Regions from separate parts of the Rattus norvegicus genome. Here region 1 is linked to region 2. A link is a contact called in public Hi-C data. All regions are on one chromosome and are shown on one strand. The core of a region is the stretch at or near the end of the contact, and the rest is flanking DNA. Distances in the headings are between cores, read along the strand shown. Region 1 has its middle 51 kb from the start of 2700097O09Rikl. Region 2 holds the start of Baz1a (bromodomain adjacent to zinc finger domain, 1A).

Region 1 (4,631 bases), core at 2,088-4,587, 52 kb before region 2:
ACACACACACACAGAATAAATAAATATAAAATGAAACCGGTGCTCCTAGATGCTAGCTTTCTTGCTTGTTTCTTTCAGTCTGCCATTCCTGCAGGGGCTGCAGTATCACTTGGCACAAACTGCATGGAGCAAACTGTTCCATCTCCATGCTCCAAGTATCCGTTCATTTACTGTGTTTCCTCAGGTAGAACATATATCAGGTACTAACTTGACTAAAATTCACCAGACTTTACATTAGTTCCCATGTGACTGCAGTTACAGGCAGTTGTGAGCTGTCATATGGTGCCAGGAATTGAACTCAGGACCTCTGGAAGAGCAGCCAGTGCTCTTAACTGCGGAGCCATCCATCTTAATTGGGGTCTTATTGCTGTGAAGAGACACCATGACCAATTTAAGTTTTATAAAGGACAGCATTTAATTGGAGCTGGCTTACAGGTTCAGAGGTTCAGTCCATTATCAAGGCAGGAGCATGGCAGCATCTAGGCAGGCATGGTGCAGGGGGCGCTGAGTTCTACATCTTTACCGGAAGGAAGCCAGGAACAGACTGAGCATCTTCAGGCAGCTAGGAGGAGGTTCTCCAAGCCCACCCCCACAGTGACACACTTCCTCCAACAAGGCCACACCTTCTAATCATGCCACTCTCTGGGCCAAGCATATGCAAACTATCACACCATCTTTCCAGTCCATGTAGTTGATTTTTACAGTTTCTTTATGTGTGTACCTGTGTGTGTACTGTACCCTCAGAAGCTTCAGGATCCCTTGGAATGGTGAGAAGCCTTATGTGGGTGCTCAGAACTGAAATGGGGTCCTCTAGAAGAGCTACAAGTGCTTTTAACCACTGAGCCATCTCTCCATCGCCTAATGGCATATTTGAAATATTAATAGAAAAAACGGCTTCCTGGTTTACAAATCACCTGTTATAGTAACTGTTCATTCAGATAATAGTTTATAAATAAGGTGATATTTATAATTGATAATGTTTGTGGTAAAAGGGTAAAACGTTCGCCTGATATGGACAAGATCTAGACTCAGTCCTGCCACTGCCATAAAACAAAATATTGGTAACCAATTTAAACTTCTTCTTCTTTTTGGTTTATAGAGACAGGCTTTCTCTGCATAGCTCTGGATGTCCTGGGACTCACTGTTTAGACCAGGCTGGCCTTGAACTCACAGAGATCCTCTTGCTTCTGCCTCTCAAATGCTGGAATTAAAGGTATGCACCACCACTGACCAACTGAACTAAGTGTTTTCAACATAAAATTTTGTCTTAGGGTCTGAGATATAACCCACGTGGTAGAGTGCTTGTCTAGCAATCAAGAAGCCCGGGGCTTTATCTACTACATCATATAAACTAGAATGGTAGCGCGTGCCTGTAATCCCAGCACTCAGGACGGAAAGGTGGAGGACCAGGGTTTCAAAGTTGACAAACTAGGGTGGATCTCCAGACTCATGGTAAACACAGAACATCAACTCCTGAAAGCTGTCCTCTGTCTTCCACAGGATCTCATGCATGCATATTACATGCGCCACACACACACAGACACATAGACACACACCAAGTAACCTCTACACTTGTTTTAGTTAGAAATGAATAATTAAACTACCCACATATACTAAAACATGCAATGGACTAGACAGCTCTATAAGGAAGCAGATAATTTCTTCCTCTTTCAGCAAAGACTCTCCTGGACATGAACTTAATATCTGTCTTTATTTAACCTTACGTAAAAAACATTTAATCACAAAATGATAAGCACACAAATTCAAAGTATATAACCCTACCATCCAGCAATGTTCGATGGCAACTTTTGAATATTTCTCTTTTTTAAAGATTTATTTACATGGCTGGAGAGATGGCTCAGTGGTTAAGAGCACTGACTGCAATCCTTTGTTGCTGTTGTTGTTGTTGTTGTTTTAAATATTTATTTATTTTATTTGATGTATGTGAGCACACTGTCGCTGTCTTCAGACACACCAGAAGAGGGTGTCAGATCCCATTTAAGATGGTTGTGAGCCACCATGCGGTTGCTGGGAATTGAACTCAGGACCTCTGGAAGAGCAGTCAGTGCTCTTAACCACTGAGCCATCTCTCTAACCACCACCACCCCCGCCGCGCAGATCGGGTTTTTTTTTTTTTTAATGAAAGTAATACAAGCACACTGTACAAAAATAAACAAATAAATCAAACGCAAAAGCCACAAAAAAGAGTCATAGTGGTGCACAGTTTAATCCTGTACTCAGGAGGTACGGGCAGATGGACCTCTGTGAGTCTGAGGTCAGCTTGGTCTACAGAGTCAAACCCAGGCCAATTAAGACTACTTAGTGATATCCTGTCTCAGAATTACAAAGGGGAGAAAAGGGCATATAACGTACACTTTACAGGGGCCGCACATAGTAGGCACTAAACGTTTTACTGAGAATAATGAATGAGAGAACGCATAAGGTAGAGATGCAGGCTTCCCAGGGAAGCTGGGAGGGAGATGACTTTCATTCCTGAGCTTATGGGTGTGTGCTACTCCGACCCACTGAATTTTTAAAACTTTGGTTCTCCTTTTGAATTTAGGACATAGAGAATGATACAATAAGGGCTGGGGAGCTTACTCGATGGTTAAGAGCACTGGCTGTTCTTCCAGAGGACCCCAGACCAATTCTCATCACCCATATACCTGCTCCCAGCTCTCTGTAACTGCAGTTCCAAGAACCCAATGCTCACATCTGGCCTCCACCAGTACCAGGCACAAATAGAGTACATTGACATATATGCAGGCAAAACACCCATACTCATAAAATGAAAATAAATGTTTGAAGAACAAAAAAATAGCTTTCAAGGCTTCTGTTTCTGTGGTTACAAATATTGTCCAACTAATTGAGAATAAATGCTGTCTTGTTTGCCTCTAATAAAATACAAGTAAGTGCTCAATAAATTTTGCTGATGACTGAGGTACCCCAAAATTTGGGGTGGGTAGGGGCATACTTTTCTTATTTGGTCTTTGGGATGGATGGGTCATACTGTGGAGTCCAAGAAGCCTCACATTGGGACTCCTCCTCCCTAATGCTGCAATTACAAGTGTGTATCACCATGCCTGGCCCAGAGTTGCTTTTGGATTATAAATCTCAGCACCACTTTGCTGGTTTGGTGGGGGAGGGGAAAGCCTGTTTGTTCAATCGAAAAACAGCCAGGAACCACAATATAGTGAACAACGACTTTAAATCACAAAGCCGCCTTTGTTTTTGTGGAAAGTGTTCTTACTGCTCTCGGCAGTGTTTCCATTCCTGACCACAGAGTCATAGGGCATCATTATCAATAACACCATCTCTGCACACGAAAGATATTCCTGCGCGTCGCCGCCTGTTGAGCTGGCATTCTTTCTTGGTGATTTCCTTCAGTGTTCCTACAACAGGCTGATTCAGCATGGCTCCCAGTGACCCAGTTGCAGTTTTTACATCTTGTGTAATTTCCTCCTCCGCTTGTTTTTAATGTGTAAAATATGGCAACATTATAGAATGTCCTGCCTGAGATTAGAATAACAAAGATGTGACCCTCAGTCCAGTATCATTCTCCTCTGCTCTTGCACTCGCTCAGTTGAGTGTCCCACCCAACCGCTGGGTAGGTTCATAAGGCAGAGAGTCAGTAGTGAGTCGGGTGAGTGGTGCACACCTGCAACTCCAGGACTCATGAGGCAGGGAGGGGCAGGAGGATCAGAAAGAGCTAGCCTTGACTACATAGTTAACTCGAGGATAACCTCGGCTATGTGTGACTTAAAGACATGAGGCCACCCCTATGACATTCTAGAAGAAAATAATCCTTGCCAATACACACCTCATAAACTGCCTACCCTTGTATATAGCCTGTGAGGAACTCAAATCTAAAAGCAGTGTCGGAGACAATGGAAGACAACAATGGTTTCTTGCCTTTTTATTCTTTTGAGCCATCCTTTGAGTGTTAGAATTTCACACATGTGCCACCATGATTAGTTTTACTTAATTTTTTTTTCTTTTCTTTTTTTCGGAGCTGGGAACCGAACCCAGGGCCTTGCGCCTGCTAGGCAAGCGCTCTACCACTGAGCTAAATCCCCAACCCCCACTTAATTTTTTTAAGATTTATTTTTTAATGTACATCTGTATGCTACATGTGTGTGGGTGCCTGTGGAGACCAGGGACAGTGTAGGCTCCCCTGGAGCTACAGTTACAGGTGGTTTTAAGCTACATGATATGGGTGCAGGGACTCAACTCCAGTCCTCTGGGAAAGAGCAGCAAGCGCTCTTACAGCCACTAAGCCATCTGCCAGCTCCAGTTTTATTTAAATTTTGGGATAATATTTTACACAGAAATCAGCAGTGAATACATCCAGTCATGATAGTGCATGCATTAATTAATCCTAGCTCTCGGGAAGTAGAGGCAGGAGGGACTAGAAGTTCAAGACCAGCCTCAGCTACATAATGAGTTCAAGGCCATCCTGGGCTACACCAAAAGCCATTTCCAAATAAAGAAGGTGGGTGTGCTGGATCAGCAGGTGAAAGTGCTCGCTGAACAAGCCTGGTCCAAACACTGGATCCCACAGTGGAGGGAGAGAGCACACTCCTGAAAGTTCCCTCTGACTTGCCATTCAAGGACACCTGAAAGTCTCTCTC
Region 2 (4,860 bases), core at 892-3,391:
ATTTTTTTTGATAATTTTAACAATTTTTAAAATGTAGCAAACAGTTAAGTTGTAAATTAGAATTATTCAGAGAGTTTGATCCATTCTAGCTTACCAATTATTTTGGCTTTTGGATTTTATGTATACCATGCTAATATAGACGTCAGGCTAGGGGCTTAGCATGCTTACACACACACACACCACACACTACCACACACCTTGTAAATTAAAATTTCTTCTTTCTCCTCTTTTAAGCGACTATGTTGTAGGCTCTATTAATAATGACTCCTTAGAGAATTCTCACTTACTATTCTGTACATTACTCGGAGGTCAATTTAAAACACCAAATCTTTGTGTGTACTTTCTGAAAAGTATACAGGCTTAAGTATATACTTGCCACTGGGAGACTTCTAAGCTTCTGTGACTATGCTCATATAGAAAGGTGTATGCATAATACTACTAGTGGTTTTTAAGTGCCATAGAATAGACTTTTGCCAAATTTTGTTTTGCTAGTTTTATAATCTGCTAAAAGTTTATAACTGGTAAAAAGACTTTAAACATTTCCCCCCAAGTACAAATAGCTATAGGACATCCCAGTTTTTAAAATCATTTCATAGTAGTAGTAATTAGAAAAAAAAGTAACATTTTATTGGATGACTATTCTTCAGGAATACTTTTGGACTCATTCTTACATGTTAATTTGCAAGTAAGCAAATAGAGTGACGGCAAAAGGGATTAAAAACTAGTGAACATTCTGAATGATTTCTTTTTTTTTTTGGTTCTTTTTTTCGGAGCTGGGGACCGAACCCAGGGCCTTGCGCTTGCTAGGCAAGCGCTCAACCACTGAGCTAAATCCCCAACCCCTATGATTTCTAATTTAAAATATAATTTTCAATTCAAAAGTCCCAAGTCTTATAAGAATTAAAATTGTTTTAATTTATGAAAGTTACCTATATGGGAAAATTGTTTTATGAGACATTTCAGTGGTAAATTCAACATCATTAAGATTCTAATTGAACTAAACACTGACCTTAAAGTTACTTATAGATTATAAGTTACTTACACTTTTTAAATTCTGTGTTTAGTTTTAAATATGTGGGGGAATCATATAAATGTGATGACATTTCAAACTTTTGCCTTTTCCTGAGCTATCAAACTCTTTGAATTGTAAGTATTAAGACAGACTGGTGTCAAGAAAGGTACTTTCTTTCAAGATGGATGTTTACGCATGCAAAATACTTTGAGAGTTTTAGCAACTTCGTTTCTTATTCTTCCCTTCTTCAAAACGCAATTTAAATCGGAACCGGAGTCCCCTTTGCAGTTCAAAAGCTGAGCGCTGGTGGCCCATTGGAAAAGATGAAGGCTTTACTTTGTCAGCCAAGTGTTTAAGGAACACTAGCGCTTTCCCTAGATCTTCTGGCCGATAATCTCAAACATGGAGGATGCTTCTGATTCTTCACGAGGGGTTGCTCCATTAATTAATAATGTAGCTCTCCCAGGCTCTTCGCCCTCTCTTCCTGTATCAGTGACAGGCTGTAAAAGTCATCCAGTAGCCAATAAAAAGGTAGAAGCGAGAAGCGAAAAGCTCCTCCCCACAGCTCTTCCTCCTTCAGAGCCGAAAGTAGCTCAGAAACTTCCCGGGAGCGCGGAGAGGCGGGGAAGTGCCGGCGGGACGCGATCCCCGCGCAGAGCCGGGCAGTGGCAACGCGAGCGGCGGCGGCTGGGAGAGACTCCGGGGCGGGGCGGGCCGGGCCCTCGCGGCGTTCCTCGTGGGAAGGTGCGGCGGCGGGCAAGTGCTCGCAGGTGAGGGGCTCTCCAGCCGGCGTCCGGGGGAACCGGGAACAAAGCGCGGCGGCACCCGGGGTCCGTGGCCGCCTAGCTCCAGAGCGCCTAACTCCGAGCACATTGCGAGTCCCCGGACCGGCGGTGCGGCGGCGGCGGCGGCCCGGAGCGGCGCTTGGGGGAGGGAGCCGCCGCACGCCCGCCGCGGGGCGTCCGCCCCATTGTGAGGCGCCCGCGGGGCGCGCTGGGGCCGCGGCCGCCCGACAGACTCCGCACCCCGGCGGGGAGGAGGACCGGACTCGTCTGTCACACAAAAGGCAGCCGAGCCGCCCCGGAGCTCTCCGACCTTACCGGCTTTCCTTTCCCTCCAATTTGCTAGGGACGCGGGTGGACGTGCGCAGCCGAGAGATGCCGCTGCTTCACCGAAAGCCGTTCGTGAGGCAGAAGCCGCCGGGGGACCTGCGGCCGGACGAGGAAGTTTTCTACTGTAAAGTCACCAACGAGATCTTCCGCCACTACGAGTAAGGCCGGCGCCGGGGCAGCGGGGACGGCCGCCCCCGCGCCCTTTTGTCTGTCTGTCTCCTCTTTCTCTCCGGGGCTCGTGACGGGTGGCCGGGCCGCCCCTCCCCCGCGCTCCGTGACCGCGTGGGGCGGCGGGCAGCGGGCGGCGGGGCCCGCGGAGGCCGGCGACCGCTCAGAGCCACCGCGCTCGCCGGCGGGCGGAAACTCCCCGCCTCGCCCCTCCCCGCCGCGGCCGCACGCGCTCGGCCGCCGGTTCCGGGATCCCCGCCGGGTCAGCCGCGCGCCGCCGCGGTCCCGCAGCCCCGAGAGGGAATCTCTGACCCCGAGGGCAGGAAACGGCCGGCCCCGGACTGGGTTTTCGCGGCCGTGCGTGGCTTCTGACGTTTAGGGTTGGTGGTGGTGGCGGTGGCGGTGGTAGGTGGCTGCCAGGGCTGAGGTGGGGACAGGGGCAGGAGTAGATGCTGGCCCGGCAGAGGGGCGAGGGGTTACTTCGCTGGCCAAGAGGACGGGGCCGGGGGCGTTGGGGTACTGGTGTCGCGAGCGGCGGCCTCGCGTCCCGCGCCGCCTAGGCCTGGGAGTGTGCGACGAGAGCCGCGCTCTGTCACCGCCTCTTCTTGGTGACTAACTCCCGTCCCTGGGGAACTCGGCGTCTCCGCCCCCGGGAGACCGGCGAGGAAGAAGTCGGGCCGAGCGTGGGGAAAGGAGTGGGAGACAGCTGACGCCCCTGGTTTTCCTTTCGAGTAACCTAGAGCTCGGCAGTGGGAGTTGGGGGGGGGGGCGTTAGACAAGTTCAACTCCAGCTTCAGCTTGCCCCCCCCCCCCCACTCCCTCCTCTGGCGCATGTGGGCCGCCTGACATGTGCCACTGCTTTTGTTTTGATAAGAACCCGAAGCTGCTGCACATGTAGCTTCAACTCCCAAGTTTTTAGGTCATTGCTCGGTGTATCTAAGAGTTTCCGTGGCTCAGTGACACGAAGCAGCGACCCATGTTTAAATAGGGACTCTTAAGTGAGAACCCGAGTTGATCCGTCACAGGAACAGCCTGGACACCCCCCCCCCCCCTTTTCGTTCTTTATCCTCCACGCAGACTCTTTGTGGCTTAGAAACAGTATGTTAATAGCAACCAAATAGGTTGTGTGTAGGAGGATTTCTTGAGTGTGGGGGCCTGGGAGAAAGGCCTGATCCAGGGAGGTCTTTAGGCACTCTCTACAGCCACCTGAGAGAAAAGAGTAGTGAGTTGCAAGTAATCCCCACCCTCACCTCCACCCCATCTTCAGCTCCCTAGAAGGGGTTACAGGTAAACATGTTATATACCTAGAGAAGTAGATAGTACTTTTCATCAAACAGTACCTTTAAGTAGGAGTACACATCTCACTGGACTCCTGTACAGACTTGTTTTATTACCTTGACTGCACTCTTGTAACTTCTTAGGTGGATTTGAGTTGAGTGACTGTGCAAGGATAATGTCTTCATCTAATGTTTAAGCTAAAATCTTTAGGAACATTTCTGATAGTTTTTTAATTTAAGAGTACCAAGAACATAGTTAACAGGCTTACACCCAAAACTCTTCCTTGGTTTTACGTAGGCAATCTTTTGAAAAGTCTCTCCTGGCATGGTACTCAAGAGGCTGAAAGTTCAAGGCCAGCCTGGGGGGGGGGCACAGAATGAGTTTTAGGCCAGTCTGGATTACAAAGTGAAGACCCCAGGTTCAACACAAACAATGCCTTCCAATCCAAACTTCAAAAGGAGACTGCTATCACTGTAGAGGGCAAGGTAGACTTGACTTTTATCCCCTGTGAATTAAAAACCCTTTGGTGTCCTTTGGTTCCTGGGATGAATTATTCTAATCATGGAGAAGTCTGAAATGCTGAAATATTTTTCACATTCCAACATGAAAAGTGAGGAATTGTATGTTTTGTAGTCTTAGGATATTAAAACATTTAAAGATAGCTTAAAACAAAACAAAACAAAACAAAAAAAACCCTCTGTACCCCTCCCCTCCAGTATTTGAGGTTTTGGAAGTTTAAGAGAGATGATTAATTTGGTAACATACTTGATCATTTGCCTTAAGCAAAATTGCATCATGTTCTTAGATATTTAATTCTTATGATTTTTGGATTGGTAATAAAATACGAGACTGTCATTTATTTAGCTGCATTAATTTATTTTGAATTATCTTCCCATTCCTTTAATTGGTAAAAAGTTATCTTTCCAAAACTGCATTTAGGGTGAATGGTATATAATATAGATAATAGAGAAACAAAAAGAAAGCTATTTTAACTTGCATCTTAAATTGGTTTGTGCAATTTGAAGTTTACCTTTTATATTAAAAATCTTGTATTTATCTGAGTGTTTATCTATGCTCACCCAGTTACTTCAGCTTCCTTTTTATTTCTTGAGTGCAAATTTCTAGCCTTCCCTCCCAGCCTTGCTCACTTCCCAAGAAACCTCTAACTTACTGGTTAGTTTGTCAGAAACTTCTTCATTGCTAGATAGTGTTCTGTCTGCCTCCTCTTGCCGAACTGTGGTCCTGATTGCCTTCTGAGGAGAGTGCTTGATTCTCAACTATTCCAGCTCA

What was found. Hi-C and Micro-C count contacts between places; a contact is called where the count stands out from the background.
Region 1: a Hi-C map of the A7r5 cell line shows a contact between it and region 2, with 2.1 times the contacts expected there. The contact joins the enhancer-like site here to the promoter of Baz1a in region 2. A contact is called at or near these places in 4 of 12 Hi-C or Micro-C datasets (the A7r5 cell line, the Rat2 cell line, Schwann cells and 1 more).

Annotation. Positions count from the first base shown.
Region 1 is chr6:78,268,862-78,273,492 of GRCr8, reverse strand. No RefSeq gene overlaps it. Among named protein-coding and RNA genes, the nearest start is that of 2700097O09Rikl, 51 kb to the left of the region's middle. Within about 2 kb of position 3,337, at least 1 of the 93 cell types and tissues checked has an H3K27ac peak or open chromatin away from gene starts, as enhancers often do. A contact at or near this core is called in the A7r5 cell line, where this site is marked.
Region 2 is chr6:78,215,069-78,219,928 of GRCr8, reverse strand. It overlaps Baz1a (bromodomain adjacent to zinc finger domain, 1A), which reads left to right and starts at 2,141. Exons shown (of 26, transcript NM_001170568.2): 1 at 2,141-2,282. The coding sequence starts at 2,170.